Linked DNA regions of Bicyclus anynana: region 1 is linked to region 2. A link is a contact called in public Hi-C data. All regions are on one chromosome and are shown on one strand. The core of a region is the stretch at or near the end of the contact, and the rest is flanking DNA. Distances in the headings are between cores, read along the strand shown.

Region 1 (5,238 bases), core at 187-2,686, 44 kb before region 2:
TTTTAAAAAGTTTTTTTTAATTATTATTAAACCTCTTTAACAATATTTATATGTACTAACAGGTAGTATGCACTAAACTTCTTGTCCGCTATGACGTTGCCATGCCAGGGCCCAATCCAGCAATTTCGCCGCTCTACATCCAAAAAAGGGTTTTTTTTTAGGGTTCCGAACGTACCTACGAACAAAAACCCTTATAAGATCTCTCGCACACATCCGAATGTCTGTCTGTCACAGTATTTTTTTTCCGAATCTGCTGGACCAATTAAGTTGAAATTTAGTACATTGTGCAGCCATTCGCCTCGTGTCCAGAGCAGCCTCAAAGTTTGACCCATATTACATCTGCGTATAGTCGGTATAGGTACCTAGTGAATAATAGGTATATGAGTTCAATTTTATTTTACAAATCAAATACAAATAAATAGATATTTAATCCAATTAATAAGTTATACTCGTATGTATATATGTATATATATTTTAAAAGTATGCTGGAACGGGCTTGCACGAAATAAAAAAAATATTTTAGGTATGTGTGTCATGCATATCAGCAAGGTTATAGAATTTAGTAGATACTTTTAACTCTGTACTATTATTTATAATGTTTAATAATAATGATAATTAATAGAAGGTAAATTCAAAACAACTCCATTTTTAATAGGTGACAGTGGAGAAAAGTTAATTCTCGGCTCACAACAGTCCCTCGCTAAGGGAGCACGGCATTTGTCAATACCGTTTGATTCTGCAGCTACCAATGGTGATTTGAGTAAGTGTATTTCATTGTCAATCGACCTTGTCGGTTTCTTACTAATGCTTTTTCGAATCGCAGCCAAGGATTAACGATGGGTTATGCTCAATTATTTTAGTGTTAAGTGCTTTTAACGTGCATTGGGATTGGAAAAAATTGTGTATAATATGATTCTAGGCAAATTAGTTGTTTAAAAATTAAATCCATGAAAACAAACAAACAAATATATGATAGAACCTGCACCTCGTAGTTTGTCAAAGTGCATGATTATTTTGCAATTGCAATAAAAAATAGTTCCATAATTTTCAATTCAGAAAATTGCAATTTACCAATTGCTATTTTTTTTTTTGTGCAATTATTGAAACATTACAACAATTATGTAATTTTGACTTGGTGGACAGGTTTATCAGTAGTAAATATTTCACGTAAAACTGTGAAATGAAACCCCTTATTTTGGTCTTTAATATTTTACCAATTTATGGTGTAATTCGTAAATACAGTTTTCACAATATTATAAAATCTACCAGGAAAGTAATGTAATCTATAATACGTAATGTATAAAAATGAAAGCTTGCTTTATGTAGTAGTAATTATCTCGGTCCGAGCGACTGGCTACTGGCTAGCACGGGGTAGGGTGAGGATGCGCACGTAAGATGCGCGGCGCAGCCTCCATTTATCCCTTCGACTCCGTGGCGCCACCGTCTGAGAGTTATTGCGAGTTTCGCGAGGTGAACGCCACACCAAGAGTGCTGTTGTAAATGTAGGGCCGTGGGCCGCGATTATGTATTAATGGCTTGGAGGTGAAAAAAACCGTGGAGGGGTCGCGGTTGGCGCGTGACAAGCCACCGCCGTGGCGGTGCTACGGACCCATGCTCACTCACAGCCGATCTGATGGCGACTTCCCTATATACACCAGAGGTGAGCGGCCCGTGCATTACACTACGAGTAAGAGCCTTGAACTTCTTCTAGCCCTAATTATTATTTTTTTATGATTCACTACTACTTATCAATGGCCACATTCTTGCTTCATCATTCACTGTATAGACTAGACGTTTCCATATATTATATTGGTGATATTTCTTTGTTAAATAAAATAAATCGATATTGTCGTTCACTCTTGTTTACATTATTTATTCGCCAATAAATAATGTATAGCAAATTATTGGCATAAAATACGTAAATTATATTATTTCTAATGGGTTAAGGTTAATATTTTATTTAACGGTTAAGGCTTTGCCGCATATTATATGCTTAAATAGGTTTGAGCTTGAAAACACGCTTGGTTTAATTTCTAGGACACAATGTGTCTATTAATAATATAAAGGTTACACGCTTAATCAAACCGTGTACCTACACGTTGACAGCCTTTATATCTATCTACTTTGATCCTCTTATGCATGTAATTGATTTATCTTGTGGTCTGCGAAAGCTGGATAGATACTCTATATTATTAATAAAGAACATTTTAACGTCAAAAGCCAGAAATGCTATGATGTGATTGTAATAATGATATAATACTGTCAGTACATTATGAAATATTGTTTAATGTGATTTGGATTAACTGTTGGACATAAAGATGTTTTAAAGGAAAGTCTATTTTAAGTTTTTAAAAATCGTATGGGTAGTGGGTACGATTTTAATCGATCTCCCTGCTCGTAGTATCTCTATCAAATGTTATCAAAATAGAGTAGTACATGTACTAAAAGAGTCATAACCTTGAACTTTAATGTAAAACGAGTATATTGTCATTAAAACATTTCAAATGCGGTGGCTCATCAACCATTTCTCATCTGCGTAGGCTAAACTAAAAAACGGTTTTAACAAAAAATGCAATCCGAAAATGCGATAGGTATATAGTATCTATATTTATTAGTATTCAATATAGGTACATTGTTACTTACAAGATACATTAATTAATTTTCTCTTTAAGTCTAAGAAATTCATTCACTACACGACAATAGTTACTAAATAGTAAGGTAGACTACTTTAAGTTACTAAGTAGTAGAGATTTTTCAGTGCTAGAAGTTGGACATAGTCTCAAAGTGACGCGAACTTATTTCAGACAATAATCCTCCCCATCTAGTAAATGTTAGAATTTGCCGACGAGAAATTGTTGTATACCTGAAGTTAATAGATATAATATCGTCACATTTTATCAATCGTTATCTAATCTATACCGTCTCTGTGCCAATGTCTTAGTCGTGAAACGCGTTTCGTTTTATTTGGACAGCACTGTTGTAAAAATGTTAATTAGATGAAGTTTCACGGTCCCGGTTGAGTGGTGCACGCAGTGGTACATGATGGATGATTCAGTGCTCAGGGCTAACGTATCCAAAACTAGACATAGACCTATAGACGATGATACTAGGAGTGATAGTGGGGAGCTAGATAACAATACAACAACACGTAAGTTGAGAGGAATTTTCAATTGTTTTGTTTGTGTAGCTAATAACTATATTATAATATAACTAGCGGACGCCTGCAATGTCGTCCGCGTGGAAATCAATGTAAACTTTGAATCCCTATTTTACCCCCTTCTATTTATTTTTTCGCATGTTTTATATATAATAAATAGTCCACTGATCATTTTACAAAATTATCACTTATAACATGATTTATGTTAAAAAACTTCAACCCCTTTTTTAACCCTTTAGGGGTAGAATTTTGAAAAATCTCAACATTATTTTTGGTATTTTTCTGGGAGTACAAATACCATTTTTCACAAATGTAACTTGAAAAATGAATGGCTTTCCATACAAACTTTCGACCCTATTTCACCCCTTCTAATTCAATTTTCGCGACAAAAAGTATCGTATAACCATCTTCGTATCATCTCAAATCGTCAAAGTTTCATTCTAATTCATTCAGTTTTTTCAGCGTGATGTCCGGTTAACATAAATACGGACAGATAGACAGACAAATAGTAAGAAAAAATATTTTTGGCTTCAGTATCGAGTATGCATATAATGCCATCCAACTAAAGTTTTTAAAATATCTTCAATATCACAAAATTTGACCTGTTACAGTTTTATTAAAAGTATAGATATATAGATACATACTTTAATAAAATCTGTCTGATTCATTCGTCTAAATCCTTATTGGCTAAGATGGTCACCGCCTCCTTGAATATAATATTATTATTGAATCTTGAGATGGCAAATAAGGGAAGCCCGCTTCCCATGGTGTATATTTTTAAGCTCCTATTTAAGGTATTTTGCTTGCGATTAAGGTTAGCTTGTTACTGACTTCTTTAATGGCATCTGAAGTTTATCAACACTACTCCCGTCCCTTCTATTTTATCTGTAGTTTTTTCTTTCACCTCGTTAATTCTATTCACTGTTTCTATTTCTCACTTTCGATTTGTTTGTTAACTATGGGTATCCTCGCTCGTTGAGAACCAGAAATAAGTATTACGTATATATACGCGTTAGCGTATGTTCATAGATAAAATTATTGCTTAACACTTGATTATTTATATAATTAATATTGATTACATTCTGGTAATCAGTAGTATCTACTTCAAGTCTCAAATCTATACTTATCACTTTGACTTCCGTAATCTATTTTCAACTATTAGTGCTGATTTTAAGCAATCCACAGGAATGAATAATACTGTTATATTCGGAAATAGTCGCAGTCGTTTGAAACATTTGAAACCGTCTTTTTGTAAATAACTACTAAACTAACACTATCTTGCTCCAAGTTTGTTATTTGCGACATCGAATGAAATGATTTCCACGCTGTCGGCAGCACCCATCCAAGATTAAAATCACTGATTGATCGTAGTCACTGTATAAAATTTTACATACATAACTACTGCAGTTACCATACCCTCATATTTACTCGAAAATCCCATTTTACATTACCTCACTGCAGCGTTAGCACTCTATCCGCCTGTATTTATTATACATACACGGTGCGCAGTAAATTTCAGTGGCAGTTCGATTCTGTAGAAGGTCATTGCATTACAGTGATAGCTTTCAGTTTGGGTTATGATATGGCATTAAAAATTTCTGCATGAGTCACGTAATATAACCTCTAAGTCATGTTTGTAGTATATTTATTGTCATGTCCATAAAAACAGCTTAATTTTACATAATAATAGAAGGGGTATTATCGTATTGTTTTCTACATTCTATTTAACTACATTCTCCTCTTTGAGCACTGTATCTAAAAATACATTAAATCAATATGAAACTTATATATCTTTTTTATCTAAGAATAAATTAATTCAATATGAGAAATTAAGTCCTCAGTCGCCAGATCTAAATAGATTAACAAACTTTCAGCTTTAAAAAATGCCAAAAAGCTATCTCATGTTCAAGTTTTAATACGGCATTTAAAAATGTCGAGAAAATACCCGTTGTTGAGTTGAGGAGTAATGATTTTATCTAAGTTATTGAGTAGTTTCGTATACAACAAGGAACCTTTATAGTTTCGCCGTCAACGGATCAACGGACACGTTGATCTGTCCGCCGTTTAACACACTTTTTGTA
Region 2 (5,561 bases), core at 1,144-3,643:
GAGCAATCTCATTTGTTTTTGTCGTAGTTTCTAACCATATTACACTTTGCTCCTACTTTCTCATTTGTTTTTATGGGATTCTGGTTTTACGTCAAAGCTTATATCATAATGATCTAAGCATTTTAGCTGTGATCCGTTAAGGAATAAAATCTATTCAAAAGTCAGCGGATTGTTTTATAACATCTTCAATGCAAGACATGCGCTCCAACTTAGACCAATGCTTTCCATCAGGATTGTAGTCCAGCGCAAGTCTATTATCAAACGTAAAAAAAAATATGTGAAATACTGCTAAAACTCACGCGATATTAGGTCGGAGTATGCCCGACTAGTTTAGTTAGTCATGAGCTGGTTCTTGCATCGCGGCACGATCCAAAACAGTTTTAGCCGTGTTTCATAATCAATTAATATGAATAACACTCACGATAGTTTAAATTCTAAAATGTACAATTTTGGATATCCATTCGCGAAACATAAAATTTCTTATATAACGGTCGCAACGAGCGTTCTCCGAGCACGAGGCCTTGGCCAAGGGCGAGCGAATCGATCGCCAGGCCGGGACTCTGGGAGGGAACCTTCGCCCACCGCCCGCCTTGCGCCTGTTGATTCGGCAACTACTTAACTATTTACAGCATATAATATTTTACATAGTAGAAGTTCTTACGAAACCTATTCCAAGCTTGCAAGAGCTCGAATCAACGTAACACGGAGGGAAGCGACTTTGTTTGCCTAAGGAACCTAACTGCATAGAGGATCAACTTATTTCACTTAACCCTTTAGTGAGTCATGCTTATTTCCTTGTAACACTAATAATATCTTATCGTTATCGCAAAAGAATGCGGATGAGTTATGCGCATCTTATGATTGACTTCTGTTGTTAATGCGACTTGATTGTTTGTTTTGTTTTCAACTATTTTGATAAGAAATGTAGGTAACTTAATGGATTGCGTAATTATCTATTAGTTTTATTAATACATTACACATTACAGTGTTCTATAACCAAGTTAAAGAGTTATCGCTTGTACATGAACTGAAATCGAAAGTAAAAGTATTCAGGGTTTACTTACCGACTTATACATGCTGCAATTAAGGAATGAATTTTAAATGAAAGACAAACTATATAGGAAATACGAAATGAGTATGACATAAATTAATTACGGCCTAGGTACTACTCGATATGGTCTTCCGTTCCGGCCTTTAAAGTTAAATGAAGGTTGAACCAATGTAGCTACAAGCTGCCTACACTCCATAAAATAAGACTATTATAATTTGTAACGGATTTATAGTAGATGCTCGTACGATACGATAGTTTTATTTCATTGAAACTTGAGTCCTTAATGCAATAACACTAATTGGTCTGTGTCGAAACTTGATTTGGGCAACTCCGACATCGTGACGTACGCAATGGTTCATGAAAATAGTAGAATGTATTGTTTGATACAACGTTTTTATTACTTGCGGATTTGTGATACAAGTATCTATATTAATTGGCGTGCACTTTATAGATGCAAAAATGCACTGCCTATCCTAAGGACTCAATACAAACCAATGTTGGACTACAGAATACATAGTTGAAGAAGGAATTTTCCAATTTTTACTTATACCCATACCCTAGTTAAAAACCTTATGCACGCTACTGTCTTTAGTAGGTGTGTTTACAGCCCATTCGACTAATGATATACGCGAAATACCTGCTAATATTAATTATTACTAACTAGCTGAAACCCGCGACTTCGTCCGCGTGAAATTAGGGTATCCACAAATTGTTTCCAAATAACATTCAAATCCAAAAACAGTAGATTTTGCGTGAAAGAGTTTATACTACCATTACCAACCAGTTTTTTGCAAATGTCGCAAGAATCATGGTTTCTTTTGGGAATTTTCAGCTAAATCGACTAAGTAGCTATGGCGTAAAAGAGTAACATAAAATCCATACAACTTTCGTGTTTGTAATATTATATAAAACTAAGTTTTCGGAACTAAAAGTAGTTTATTTGTTAATCCAGGACATAATCTATCTTCATTTTAAATTCAAGCTAAATCGGTTCAATAGTCGCGACGTTAAAGAGTAACAAACATCCATACAAACTTTCGCCTTTATAATATTAGTGTGAATAGTGTGAATTAGTAAGATAGGATAAGAAATTATACTACAAACACATAACACAGTTTACACACAGTTAAGTACATATACTACAAATATGAATTCGGTCTTTGAAAATCCATTTGAATGAACAGCTGACGTACCAACTGTGTTTATAAATGATCATCTATTGATTACTCATACTCGAACATATTGCGAAAGGATAAAAAGAGTTTGTGTATATGATCTGAGAGCGGAGGCGTCACGGCACGGTGTCGATAAGTCTATAAATAGCCGATGCCTGATAGACCGGAGTGACGGGCACGCGAGTCCCATTCATCGCGGCGCCACGGCGATCGGCCTTCAACACATGCCTCTGTTTATTATTAACGCATCCCGTCGCCCGTACCTGGCACACTAATGGATAAAACACCGATTACCGCACCATTTCTAATAAATAACTGCGACATAACAAAGATAATAAATGTGGGTGATCGTTTAGGCCACAGTTCCACGCACGTTTGAAATGGGTTTGAGCGTCGCAATTTCTTTGCACGCAACAAGTACCTACTTCTTTTATTACTGTACAAGATATTATCATTTTAAGTTATATTGATCATATTGGTCTGTGCTACGAAGAATAGCAACATGAATGATGTTCTCATAACCTTGAGATCTAGCTAGACGAGAAACATTCCTTATTAACTTTACGCATACCTATGTGTGTTTGTTATTTACTAATCAATGTCTTTGAAAATCGCCATTAAACTACAATGGATTAAAGACTTTTTTAGGTATTTAGACTTAGTTAATTTACACATTTTTTTAATTTTAAAATATTTAAAAAATGTCATACGTATATAAACTATCAATTTCTAATGTGATTTAGACCTCATTCGCACAAGAGTTTTTTCAACGGACGTTCCCAGTATATGTATATGACGTCCCAAGTATATGTTCACACGACAGAGTTTTTGTGTGCATTTTCATTTTTGGGCGTTGGAAATAAACTTTAATTTTACTTTATACTATATTTGAACGCTTTTTTAACATCCGTTAAAAAACTCGTGCGAATGAGGACTTAAAATATCTTAATTAAAAATATATTGTCATAAATAATTGAACGTCCTTGCAGCAATTACTATTATTGAATGCGCGAACATTGTTTTAGGAGGGTTAATTGATAGTTATACAATTTAACAGCCACATTGTCCCGCAAATTGCGTGGTACATTATCTCGTTCCGACGTTCAAAAATTTTCATTTCCTGGTAACTCAGTTAGCTACCAGAATCAAGAATTTTCGTAAATAAAAAAGTTGATCTTCTCATCGAGATAAAGCCACTCACTAAAAATTAAGTTGTTAGTAATCAGATGTAAACAATGTTCTACGGATCCCTGACTATAAACTACTCGTACGAGTAAATTGTCGTTAATTCTAAATTCATTAGTTAGAGTAAGGGATGTTGAAATTATTTGTACTAAGAGTGCTTTCTCCTGTTTCAGAACCAAAGAAAGACAAATTGGAGAATGGCGGCGAGCTGGTAAGGCCCGAGAGGCCGAATTCATTGACCGCGGGCAAACTCCCAAGACGGATGTGCTATCAAGGAGACGGTGAGTCACGAATGCCATAGTAATCACCGCTTAAGGAAAACATGCGCGTAATAATGCCCTGTTATAATAACGCTACATTTTAGAATTTACTATTGATTTGAATTGATTTTTATTACTTTGAGGTAGGTGTTCGTGCCTTCTTGATTTTTAACCGACTTCCAAAAAGGAGGAGGTTCTACGTTCGGCTGTATGTATGTTTTTTAAATGATATAGTTGCATTACTTAACTATTTCATGTTTTGTTCTTAAATATGTTTTCTTGTTTTGTGTTTATAGCTTCTAGTAATGATTTTCTATCTGTTTGAAGCTGTTTAATGTTGCTGAGCAAAATATTAGTATATTTGCATATTTCAGTTTATATTCAGTAAGAAATATGTGTCATCGATTAAGTTTCAATAACACTAACTGAAACTGAGCCCCTGTGCTCTTTCTTACGTTATTTCGTGATTGTTTGTCTGCATTGAATAGGCTCTGAAACTGCCGAACCGATTTGTAAAATTCTTTCACCGTTGGGAAGCTACACTATCCCTGAGTGCTATTTATTCCTGTATTCATACGGGGACGAGAACCACGCGGGTGAAGCAGTGCGGCATTTGCTAGTATCTTATAAAGACCAAATGACGAATTAGCGGCCGAATAGAAAACATCGCTCACTCTTTCGATCTATCGATATATCCGGTTCGGCGCTATTGGTCGACAATATGTCTTACTTACTTTTCGAGGTATCCTAGGCTTACTATCCCTGGAATGGGTCATTATAATAGGCTGATGATAATAATCTGTCCCCAGTGGGCGGGTACGCGGTGGGCGCGGAGGAGCAGCTCATGCTGTCGGAGCTGCCCGAGCCGCCCATCGCCGTGTCGGACATCGGGCCCATCCCGCCGCCGCCCATGTTCAGCTCGCCCAGCCCCACGCGCCACCACGCCATCACCATATCCAACACGCACTCTGATTGTAAGTCATCATCATCGTTAACAACCCATATCAGATAGGCAGGTTTCCTCAAAATGTTTTTCCTTCACTATTTGAGACACGTGATACTTAATTTCTTATAATTCTTAAAAACCCCATTTTGTAACGTAAAATGTTTTCGAACGTTGTTATATAATAGCTTTCGTCTCTATCCTCTATCTATAATACTGTGTTAGACAGAGAGAGAGAGAGATAGAGATGAATTAATAACTCACACTGTCGGTTTATAAAAACATCGTTACAAACTCGCGTGACTGTCACACCTAGACCTACGGCTAATAATTTAATTTTTCATAAAATGAAATAAGCTTGTCCTTGACTATAATTTCACCTGATGGTAGGCGTAGGCGATTAGGTGAAACACATTTGGCTACAAAATTACGTTTAATTACATTACTAACTTACGCCCCTCGGCTTTGCCCTGGCCTGGCTTAAGTCTGCTAGTAATGTATGTACACAAGACATGACATGGGTTTCTCACACAAATATTTTCCAGTTGTGGGAATCGAACCCACAGCCGTGGATTCAGAGAGTAAGGAGATCCACTGCGCCACACGGTTGTCAAAAATAGATTAATAGTTGTGATCTCACATCCAGCTGAAGACGAGGACTCCGGCGACGAGGAGGATGTAGATGTGCCGGCAGACACGTCGCGCGTGGAGGAGATCCCGCCCAAGGAGCCGCTGTTCAACGCCGTGCCGCTCAAGTCGGCGCTCAAGAAGCGGCCCGCGCCCAGCGCCTCCCCCGCCGCCACCCCGCTCGCGCCCCGCCAGGACCACCACTACGCCAGCTTCAAGTCAGTATCCATCATCGTCACTTCAACCCATATTCGGCTCACTGCTCGAGTCTCCTCTCAAAATGGGAGGGGCCAATATACCACCACGCTGGCCCAATGCGG

The links. A called contact is a pair of places that touch in the nucleus more often than the background predicts.
Region 1: a contact with region 2 is called in a Hi-C map of whole larva, with 2.9 times the contacts expected there. The contact joins two enhancer-like sites. A contact is called at or near these places in 2 of 2 Hi-C or Micro-C datasets (whole body and whole larva).

Annotation. Positions count from the first base shown.
Region 1 is chr5:8,691,184-8,696,421 of ilBicAnyn1.1, reverse strand. The region is part of intron 1 of LOC112054850 (phosphatase and actin regulator 4B); the gene reads left to right. Among protein-coding and RNA genes, the nearest start is that of LOC112054850, 8.8 kb to the left of the region's middle. Within about 2 kb of position 1,436, at least 8 of the 8 cell types and tissues checked have open chromatin away from gene starts, as enhancers often do.
Region 2 is chr5:8,648,158-8,653,718 of ilBicAnyn1.1, reverse strand. LOC112054850 (phosphatase and actin regulator 4B) reads left to right here. Exons shown (of 13, transcript XM_052881579.1): 5 at 3,585-3,692; 6 at 4,481-4,645; 7 at 5,261-5,459. Among protein-coding and RNA genes, the nearest start is that of LOC128198096, 8.9 kb to the right of the region's middle. Within about 2 kb of position 2,393, at least 8 of the 8 cell types and tissues checked have open chromatin away from gene starts, as enhancers often do.